Linked DNA regions of Mus musculus: all the other regions are linked to region 1. A link is a contact called in public ChIA-PET and promoter capture Hi-C data. All regions are on one chromosome and are shown on one strand. The core of a region is the stretch at or near the end of the contact, and the rest is flanking DNA. Distances in the headings are between cores, read along the strand shown. Region 1 holds the start of Top1 (topoisomerase (DNA) I). Region 2 holds the start of Lpin3 (lipin 3). Region 3 overlaps Zhx3 (zinc fingers and homeoboxes 3).

Region 1 (2,749 bases), core at 128-2,627:
AGATGGAGAGGTCCTAACCCTCACTGACCTCGAATTATATAAAGGAGACAGAAAAGAAGTCACTAGCTCCCATATGGGTAACTTAACAACTGTGATAACTGTTATAAAGGAGAGAGGCACATGGGTACAGCATGCGGAAAGGGGCGTGCAGCACTTCAAGCTTGGTTTTTCGGGACAGTTTCTCTAAGTAGCCCTGGTTGTCCTGGAACTCACTCTGTAGATCAGGCTGGCCTCGAACTCAGAAATCCGCCTGCCTCTGCCTCTCAACTGTTGGGATTAAAGGCGTATGCCACCACTGCCCAGCTGGCTTGAGTTTTGAAATATTCACAAGAATTAACCCTAAGTGTTTATCACTCAATGTTTATGAACATTTTCCGAATTTATTTATATGGGGGATTGAGCCAGACTGGAGATGAATTCAGCCTGGGATGTTCTTGCAAATCCAATTGCTAATGTCATTAATCCCTCAAGACAGTTTGATAGTGGTCGATGGTCCACACCCAGGACTGTGAGGAGTCAGGGCAGACCTTATAGTATGGTGTTCCCTAAATAAAGTTCTCTCAGGGTACAGTCCTGGTTAGAACCAGGATCCATTTACCTGGGGGTCCAATTCCCTTTGATTTGGAATATTAGCCCTCTCACATCAAACTAATTCCTGTCTCACAGTAGGCGCTTAATAAATGTTTATAAAAAGAACAAATGCAGTAGGGTACTTGTGACACAGGGCTACATGACTGTAAACTGGAGCTAAACCTGACTGAAAAATTAAAATAATTTTTAAAAATGGGTGTGAAGTGCTGGGCGGTGGTGGCGCACGCCTTCAATCCCAGCACGTGGGAGGCAGAGGCAGGAGGATTTCTGAGTTCGAGGCCAGCCTGGTCTACTGAGTGAGTTCCAGGACAGTCAGGGCTACACAGAGAAACCCTGTCTCGAACACCCCCCCCTACAAAAAAAAAGAATAAATAATAAATAAATGGATGTGAAGTATTCCAGAAGTCTGGACAAAGGCTGTGAGGAGACTCCAGCTAAATGCCTTACGGCTGCTGGTGAACTAAGATCGGGGCAGCCAAGGTACGTGCGGATCAAACTTGTCTGGCTCTAGAGATGCAGAAGCTGGAGACACGGTCCCTGGCCAGCTTAGCTGGGTCCCGCCGCGGCCTTTAAAGGCCTACCACGTGGCCGCCCGGGTGTCCAAGGTCCAGAGGCGGTGTCCACGCTGCGCCTGCGTGCTGCTAGAGCCGGTGTCCCGCCTCTGAGAACGCCAGTCCCGTAGCAAGGCAGAAAGCAGAGAGTGGGCGGAGTTAAGTCCGTATGCTAATAAAGGGGCGGAACTTGCGAGGCAAAACCGGCTCTGTCTCCCGGACCTCTAAGAGACCCGCCGCAACCCTCAGCCTCTTTCCACGAGCGCTGACGTCGACGACGACGTCCCATTTAAAAGCGGCCGCGCAGGCGCAGTGAGGGGAAATGCGAACTTAGGCTGTTACACAACTGCTGGGGTCTGTTCTCGCTGTCCGCCCGCCCGGCAGTCTGTCAGTCGCGTCGCTACCGCCGCTGCCTCCTCCACTGTCCCGGGAGTCTCGGGCCGGTGGCTGCTGTCGCCGTCTGTTCGTGCTTCTCAGGAGCTTCGTCCGCCCGTTCAGGCCGTCCCTGCCGTCCGCCTCTCTTCCCCCGCGCTGCCTCTGAGCCCGCAGCGTTCGCACGCCGGCCGACATGAGCGGGGACCATCTCCACAACGATTCCCAGGTGCGACCAGCCGGCCCCCGACTCGTCCCCAGCTGCTCGGGCCCGGGCCGGCTCCGGCCCCGGCCAGGGCCCCGGTCCCAGCCCCAGCCGGCCGCGCCGGGTTGACAGGCCCGAGTCTGCGATGAGGGGCGGCCGGTTGGAGTCGCTTGGATGGCCGGGTCCCGGGCGGAGCCGTCAAGTTGGAGTTTGGTGGGGGGATGGCAGCCCCGGGTAGGCCATTCGCGGGCCTCTGGGTTCCGGGGCGCCGGGTGGGCCCGAGCCCCGGCCCCCGGCCGCGCGCTCTCGTCCGCCGCCCCGGGGCTTCATGTGCCGGTTGTTTCATCTTCCCTCCTTTTCTTTCCTCAGATCGAAGCGGATTTCCGATTGAATGGTGAGTGTGCCCCCCGCCCCGCCCCAAGTGTCCCCACACGCCGCTGCCTGCCTCCCCCGCGCCGGGCCGGAGCCGGGCAGAGGACAGACATGGCGTCCCAGAGACTAAGTCCCGGCTCCTCGCTCACCGGCCCCATTGTTCCCATCGGGCCGCCTCTGGACCCCCTTTCCCGGGGTCTCAGCACCCCCAGATCACGGCCTTCTCCAGAGGGGGCACCGGAGACCCCGCGTCGACCGTCGCTGGGTCTCGGGCGGCCTTTCTCCGCCGGGATTCTTCCCGGGAAAGTCGCCTTGTCGACGGTCGGGACTTAGTCTCTGCGCCATTTTCTTTTTCTCTCTCCTCTCCTTTCTGTGCCTGTGTCTTTCTCTCCCTCCCTCAGCTCCTTCCTTGAGCTGTCCAGAAAGAGCTTTCTGCAGAGCAGAGCCATATAAATCACAGACCTCACCAAAGAAGGAAGGCTTAGGGACGGAATTATCTTTTATTTTTTCTTAATAGAACTTTATTTTGGAAGTTACTTGCTTTCTGCTTCATGTTTGCTTGCTTTCTTCTTCTTTTTTAATTTTTGTGATTCCAGAACGAAAGATTCCCTTAGGCAGCTAAGGGTTTTATGGGTTTTTTTTGTTTCTTTTGTTTTTT
Region 2 (2,749 bases), core at 139-2,638, 240 kb after region 1:
TTTGATATTTACATAATGACTCTTAACAGTAGCAAAATTACAGTTATGAAGTAGCAACAAAAATAATTTTTATGATTGGAGGTCACCACAGCATGAGGAACTGAATCAGGTCACAGCATTAGGAAGTTTGAGAACCACTGATTTGGAGTGTATACAGCGTGTACGATGGCTTCACAGCCTGCCCGAGATACCTTGTAAGTGTGGATTACGGTTATTCAACTCAGAAGCAAGCACCTTTACTGGCTGAACCATTTTTGTTTGTGTGTCTGTCTGTTAGTTTTGTTTTTTCCAGACAGGGTTTTTATGGGTCTCCCTGGCTGTCCCAGAACTACCTCTGAAGGACATCTTACCTTGAAACTCTGGCATCTGCCTGCCCCTGCCTCCCAGTGTTGGTATAAAGGTGTGCGCCACCGTGCTGGGTTGAATGAGCCATCTTTTAGGCAAAGCCTGACCGTGTGTGCTTTTTCGAACAAACGCCTTCAGCGTCTCATGTTTTCCAGCACATCTTGTTTGCAGGGATCATCCATACAGGTAGTCGGAGAGGTCTCTGAGTCAGGGATTCAAAGTCATTCCTGGCTGGCCCCTTGGGTTTATTGCCTACAAATCTGCTCACTTGTCTTGCTCTTGAGAGTGTTGGGTGGTGAGAAAGTGTGATTGGGTGAGAAGACTGGTCACCATCTGCCCTCTGCTGGCCCGTGGTAGTATTAAGCGCACTGCCCACTCGCTAAAGTGTCTGATAGATGACTGAGCAGGTTTGCAATAGCACTGAGCGTATGAAGGTGGTCCGTTCTTAAAGGCGTTCAAGCTCGGTTGAAGCTGGGTGGTGTAACGGTGGTAGATCTCTTTGCGTGTACCACCGAGTTTTGATGTCAGTATGCAAAAACAAACAAGACTGACATTAACTGAGCAAATAAGACATTCCAACTGTGAGCATATAGGTAGTTAGACCTCGGCTAGAAAGGGGGTGTGGAGGATCAAGAAACGCTGTTCCCGGGATGGGAAATACAAGCGCCAAGCCCTCGACAAAGATATTCGTGTTCTCCGTCAAATCTTACAAGTAGCTTTCCTCTGGTATCCGTGGGAGATTCGCTCAAGGTCACAGAGGCAGGTAGTAAGGAACAGGACGTAGGTAGACGCGGTTCTAAAGTCCGTACGTCTTTCGTGCTCCTGTCGTGACAGCTGGTGTGGCCACGGGTGTGGCTGGGAACGAGTCAGAGCCCCGAAGTCTGTTGCTCCCCATAGGAAAAAGGGCGCCCTGGAGTGGGACCACGGGACGGGGGCGGGGTCTTCTCGAAGTGAAGGGTGGAGCCTGGACTGACCGGGAACAGTGAGAGCCGCACCTGGTTGGTGGAAGGAGTGGAGACCGGATCTCACCGGGTCTCAGAGAAAGCGGAAGTGCCGGGACCTGGACCCTTACCTGTGGAACCTCTGCGTACAGGTAGAGGCGGCGTTTCTGGGTCTCAGTGGTCCTCGGGAGGGAAGTTTCAACGTAGAAACCTAGCCCATAGGAAAACAAAATATGTTTTTCTTCCACTCTGTTCTATCTCATTTTCACGTCAAGGGACAGAGACCACAGGGAGCTAGGGAAAGAGTAGGGGAAGGCTGGCTTCACTTCCTGCCCCTTCCCCTGCGAGCTCCCTGGATAGCCAGGACTAGGAAGCTAGAGAGGAATGCCAGAACCTTTTAGAGAGGCTTCCCAAGACTGGCGGCGTGTCCTTGGTAATAAGAGTCCTCAGTTGCAAAGAGTGTCCCTGGCCCTTGTCTGGCCTGTCTTGCCTGTCAATGAGGGGAACTGAAGCGGCAGTTTCCCAATGCTGGGGAATTGTAACTTAGCGGTAGACCGCTTCCCTGGTATAAGGGCCCCTCCTTATACCCCTACTCTCTTTGGTGGCAGTTGGAAAGTCATCCCCACTCCATAACTCCCCCATCTCAATATCTGGGGTCCCAAGAGTCCAGAGGACCTTGGTTTGGCTTCCCTGTGGTAGAGACAAGCTAGCCCTAGAACTTTGAGGATATATCTAGCCTGGCTTGAACAAGGTACTCCACAAAGCCTGGAGTTCACCTTTCTATTTTGTAAATAGTGAGGTTCCCACTGGTCATGGTGTTGGGTGGCAGCCTACTGTGTCTAAACTGTTAACTGCAAGTAGAGACTGGCCTACTGCACAGCCCACAGCCTGAGTGAGTGTGGAAAAGTCACGATGCTGGTGTCTCTGCTAGATGTCACACACAGGCATAACACCTACTGTACAACAGGGCTGTATCCAAATTATCTCAGCGGGTACTCATCCCTGCCTGATACTATCTCCACTTAAAGAAGCTGGAACGAAGGCTCAGATAAATAGGGACTGGAGAGATGGCTCAGAGTTAAGAGCACTGGTTGCTCTTCTAGAGAACCCGGGTTCAATTCCCAGCAACCACATGGCAGCTCACATCTGTAATTCCAGTTCTGGGGTCTGACACCCTCACATAGACATAGATGCAGGCAAAGCACCAATGCACAGAAAAAAAATTAAAACAAAAATACTTAAAAAGAAAACCTCAGATAAATGAAGCATTTTGCCCTGGGAAGGGGCAAAGTATAGATTAGAACTCAGCCACTGTGGTGTTCTTACCCACAGTGCTTTGCTGCCATCAATAATCTGAGTCTCTAGTACTTAGCCTAAACAGTAGGACAGTCATGGAAGAAAAAAGTCAAAAAGGTTTCCTTAGGGGTGTTTGTGGGGTAGGGGTAGGATTTTACTTAGAGGTA
Region 3 (2,749 bases), core at 78-2,577, 130 kb after region 1:
TAACCCTGTCTTCATACAGATGGTATCTCTGTGACTCCCATGACGTCTTAATCCATGCTAAGAAATGGTTAGAAACACAGGAGTCCCTTTAAGTTCTCTCTTTAAGACTATGTTCTCTCCCCTGCATGGATTTAAAACAAAAACATCACCATAAATAAAAAAACAGAGGCACCAAAACCAAAAGTCCAATTCTGAGCTTTTACTTCTATGGCTTTTATTGCCAGTTGTCCCTGGCATTCACTCCTCTGCAGTTGGTCTGAATGCTCTAGAGGTAGCTGTACCTGCCACCTGTACCTACTCTGTGACTGTACCCTCCCTCAGGTTCAGAGAAAAGCCATGCTTAGATCCCATGAGCTCCTTACCGAGTTGACGTCCAGACTGGGGACTTGAAGTGTCAAAAGGCTCTGAGCTGGCCTCAGGAGCACTTGGCTCCCATGATTCGCTGTTCTCAGACAGCTCCGAATAGGCATCACCCAGCACCTTGTGAACTGCCACAGGCTCTCCATTTCTAGGGCCCTGATCCTCACTGCTTATATCTGCCACAGCCCGGGTCTCTTCACCCATCTTCTCAGCAAACCACTGCTTGACCTGCTGGGCACTCATCTGGGTCTTATCACAGAGGGTCTGCAGATCTTCCTCACACAACATCTTGTGTGTCATGTAATAATCTTGCAGCAGCTCTCGGTTGCCAGGGGCTATGACCAGCAAACCTGGTGGGAAGTTTCCCCTCTTATAGTCTTCGTACCACTTGAGCTGGCCATTCTTAAGGGCATACCTGCTATCTCCAAACCAGCGTACCACCTCTGGCCGGGGCAGCCCTGTTTGGGCCATAATGGAGTCATAGTCCTGGTTGCTTGGCCACTGTGTTTGGACAAAGAGCTGCCGAAGCAAATGACGCTGCTGTGCGGTCTTTTTGTAGCTTACTTTGCTTGGTGGCTGTTCTACCAACTTGTTCAAACCATCTTCCTCAGGCTCACAGACACCCATCCCTGGAAACTCACTCTTGCCACTGGCTTCAGTGACCCGCAGGTTCTTGAGGTTGATTTTGATGGGGCTGACCTTCCGTTCTGCCAAGGCATGGCTAAGAAACATTTCAGGAGAGCCATTTTCACCAGGGACCCTCAGCTCATTGGCCAACTCTTCATCTCTACCCTCCTGCTCAGCACCCTCCTCCTCCTCCTTAGGCATGTGCCCATCAGCTTTCTTTGTCTCCTCAGTATTCACCTTTTTCCGCCTCTCTGAGAACCAGCCATCAATTTCCCTTCGAGTCATTTTCGTTTCACTTCTTAGGCGGTCCAGCTCCTCCTCGGGGGGAAGTGGGTTTTGTGCAAAGCTGTTCTCTAGGACTCGCAGCTGCTCTGGGGCTCTTTCTTTGTATTTGGTTGGTGTGAAGTCTGGGGTCTGGTGCCAAGATTGTCGTTTGGTGGCAGGGTGGCTTACTAGTGAGGTTGCTGTTGGGATACAGGTCACCTCTGGAACTTTAGATGCCAGGGGAAAGGGCACCTCTGGCACAGAGTCAATGAGAACAGAGCCATGCTCTCCGGGCATCATGGCCCTGGAGCCCTTCAGATTCCGGCAGTGATATCTCCGGTCACTGAACCACTTCCGCACCTCTCTGGTACTGAGGCCTGTCACTTTGGTCAGATGCTCTACTTCACTCTGCCCAGGAAACTGGTTCCGACAGAAGCTTCCTTTCAGAGCCGAGAGCTGTTCATGAGACTTCTTATTTTTGTAGATGTTTGCATCAAGGAAAGCTTGGGAAGTTATGCTGGGGCATGCTGTGAGGAGTGACTGGGCTGCATTGACAACTTTCACAGCTGATGCCGAATTTGAACACACAGTGTTAATGGGTGCCACAGTTGGCTTGGGAACAGATGCAGTTGTCAGAGGGAGAGATGAGCTTGATGCTTGTAACCCATTGGCCATCAGTGGTTGAGTGACCAACAGCCCCCCTGCTGTGCCCTCAGGCTGTCCCACAGCATGACCTGGGAGAGTAGCCTGGATGAGGTGCTGTACATTGCCAGCACTGGCAACAAGCGGGGTGTTTAGAACTGTGATTGTGGGCTGAGGCACAGACTGGATGACTGTATTGAACATCTTTTTCCTGGCATCTTCAATCTCCTCAGGAGACCAGCTGATTCCTTGCTTCAGCCTCTGGGCTGTGAACCAGATTTTAAGCTGTTCTTCTGGATACTTGGTCACCACAGTCAAATAGCAGAGCTCAGCTTTGGTTGGGTAGGGGAATTTGTGGAAGGAGTTCTTCAGAAAGCTGTTGGAGTCCATAGCTGCATTATATGTTGGGATGCTGCTCAAGGGGATCATGACTTTCGGAAGGGTCTTGGATGTAGGCAGGGGTTGGTGGGTGTGGTGTTGGGCATGTACTGGGGGCTGCTGCTGGAGGGAGAGGAACTGTGCTATACCAGCTGGCAAGACAGGCACTGTTCCTATCAGGGGCCCATTGGCAGCAGGAGGGGGTTTTGTGGACTTAGCAGATGCCTGACTGCCTGGAGCTGCCCCATTGATGAAAGTGTGGTCCCCCTCTTTAACCTCTCTCTCCCCTGCCAATGGCTTAGGCAAGGCCTCACTCCCAGGCTGATTAGGAGCGTTCTCTTTAAGCATATGGATTTTTTTGGCTTCAGCTTTGCCTTTCATTATCTTCATGATTGGAGTCTTGGTAATGATGATTTCAGTCCCTTCCGTAGTAGACTCACCTGCTAGGACAGATGAGCTAGCACTGTCAGGGACACTC

The links. ChIA-PET counts read pairs in DNA pulled down with a chosen protein or histone mark. Capture Hi-C pulls out chosen DNA fragments and counts their contacts.
Region 2: a contact with region 1 is called in a promoter capture Hi-C map of pancreatic islet. The contact joins the promoter of Lpin3 here to the promoter of Top1 in region 1. A contact is called at or near these places in 20 of 39 promoter capture datasets (the 3T3-L1 cell line, 3T3-L1-derived adipocytes, the C10 cell line and 14 more), 2 of 15 datasets of contacts at CTCF or cohesin (CD8 T cells and the NIH/3T3 cell line), 3 of 484 Hi-C or Micro-C datasets (cerebral cortex, muscle stem cells and nephron progenitors), 23 of 115 datasets of contacts at active chromatin or transcription factors (T-cell acute lymphoblastic leukemia, astrocytes, bone marrow-derived macrophages and 17 more) and 3 of 9 other capture datasets (adipose tissue, liver and pancreatic islet).
Region 3: a contact with region 1 is called in an RNA polymerase II ChIA-PET map of CD8 T cells, with 4 times the contacts expected there. The contact joins the enhancer-like site here to the promoter of Top1 in region 1. A contact is called at or near these places in 1 of 39 promoter capture datasets (pre-B cells), 3 of 115 datasets of contacts at active chromatin or transcription factors (CD8 T cells, effector CD8 T cells and embryonic stem cells) and 1 of 9 other capture datasets (adipose tissue).

The regions. Positions count from the first base shown.
Region 1 is chr2:160,644,520-160,647,268 of GRCm38.p6, forward strand. It overlaps Top1 (topoisomerase (DNA) I), which reads left to right and starts at 1,378. Exons shown (of 21, transcript NM_009408.2): 1 at 1,378-1,743; 2 at 2,089-2,113. The coding sequence starts at 1,711.
Region 2 is chr2:160,886,780-160,889,528 of GRCm38.p6, forward strand. Lpin3 (lipin 3) reads left to right here and starts at 1,389. Exons shown (of 20, transcript NM_001199118.1): 1 at 1,389-1,438.
Region 3 is chr2:160,779,039-160,781,787 of GRCm38.p6, forward strand. It overlaps Zhx3 (zinc fingers and homeoboxes 3), which reads right to left. Exons shown (of 4, transcript NM_177263.3): 3 at 363-2,749. Among named protein-coding and RNA genes, the nearest start is that of Plcg1, 49 kb to the left of the region's middle. Within about 2 kb of position 1,328, at least 23 of the 459 cell types and tissues checked have an H3K27ac peak or open chromatin away from gene starts, as enhancers often do. A contact at or near this core is called in CD8 T cells, where this site is marked.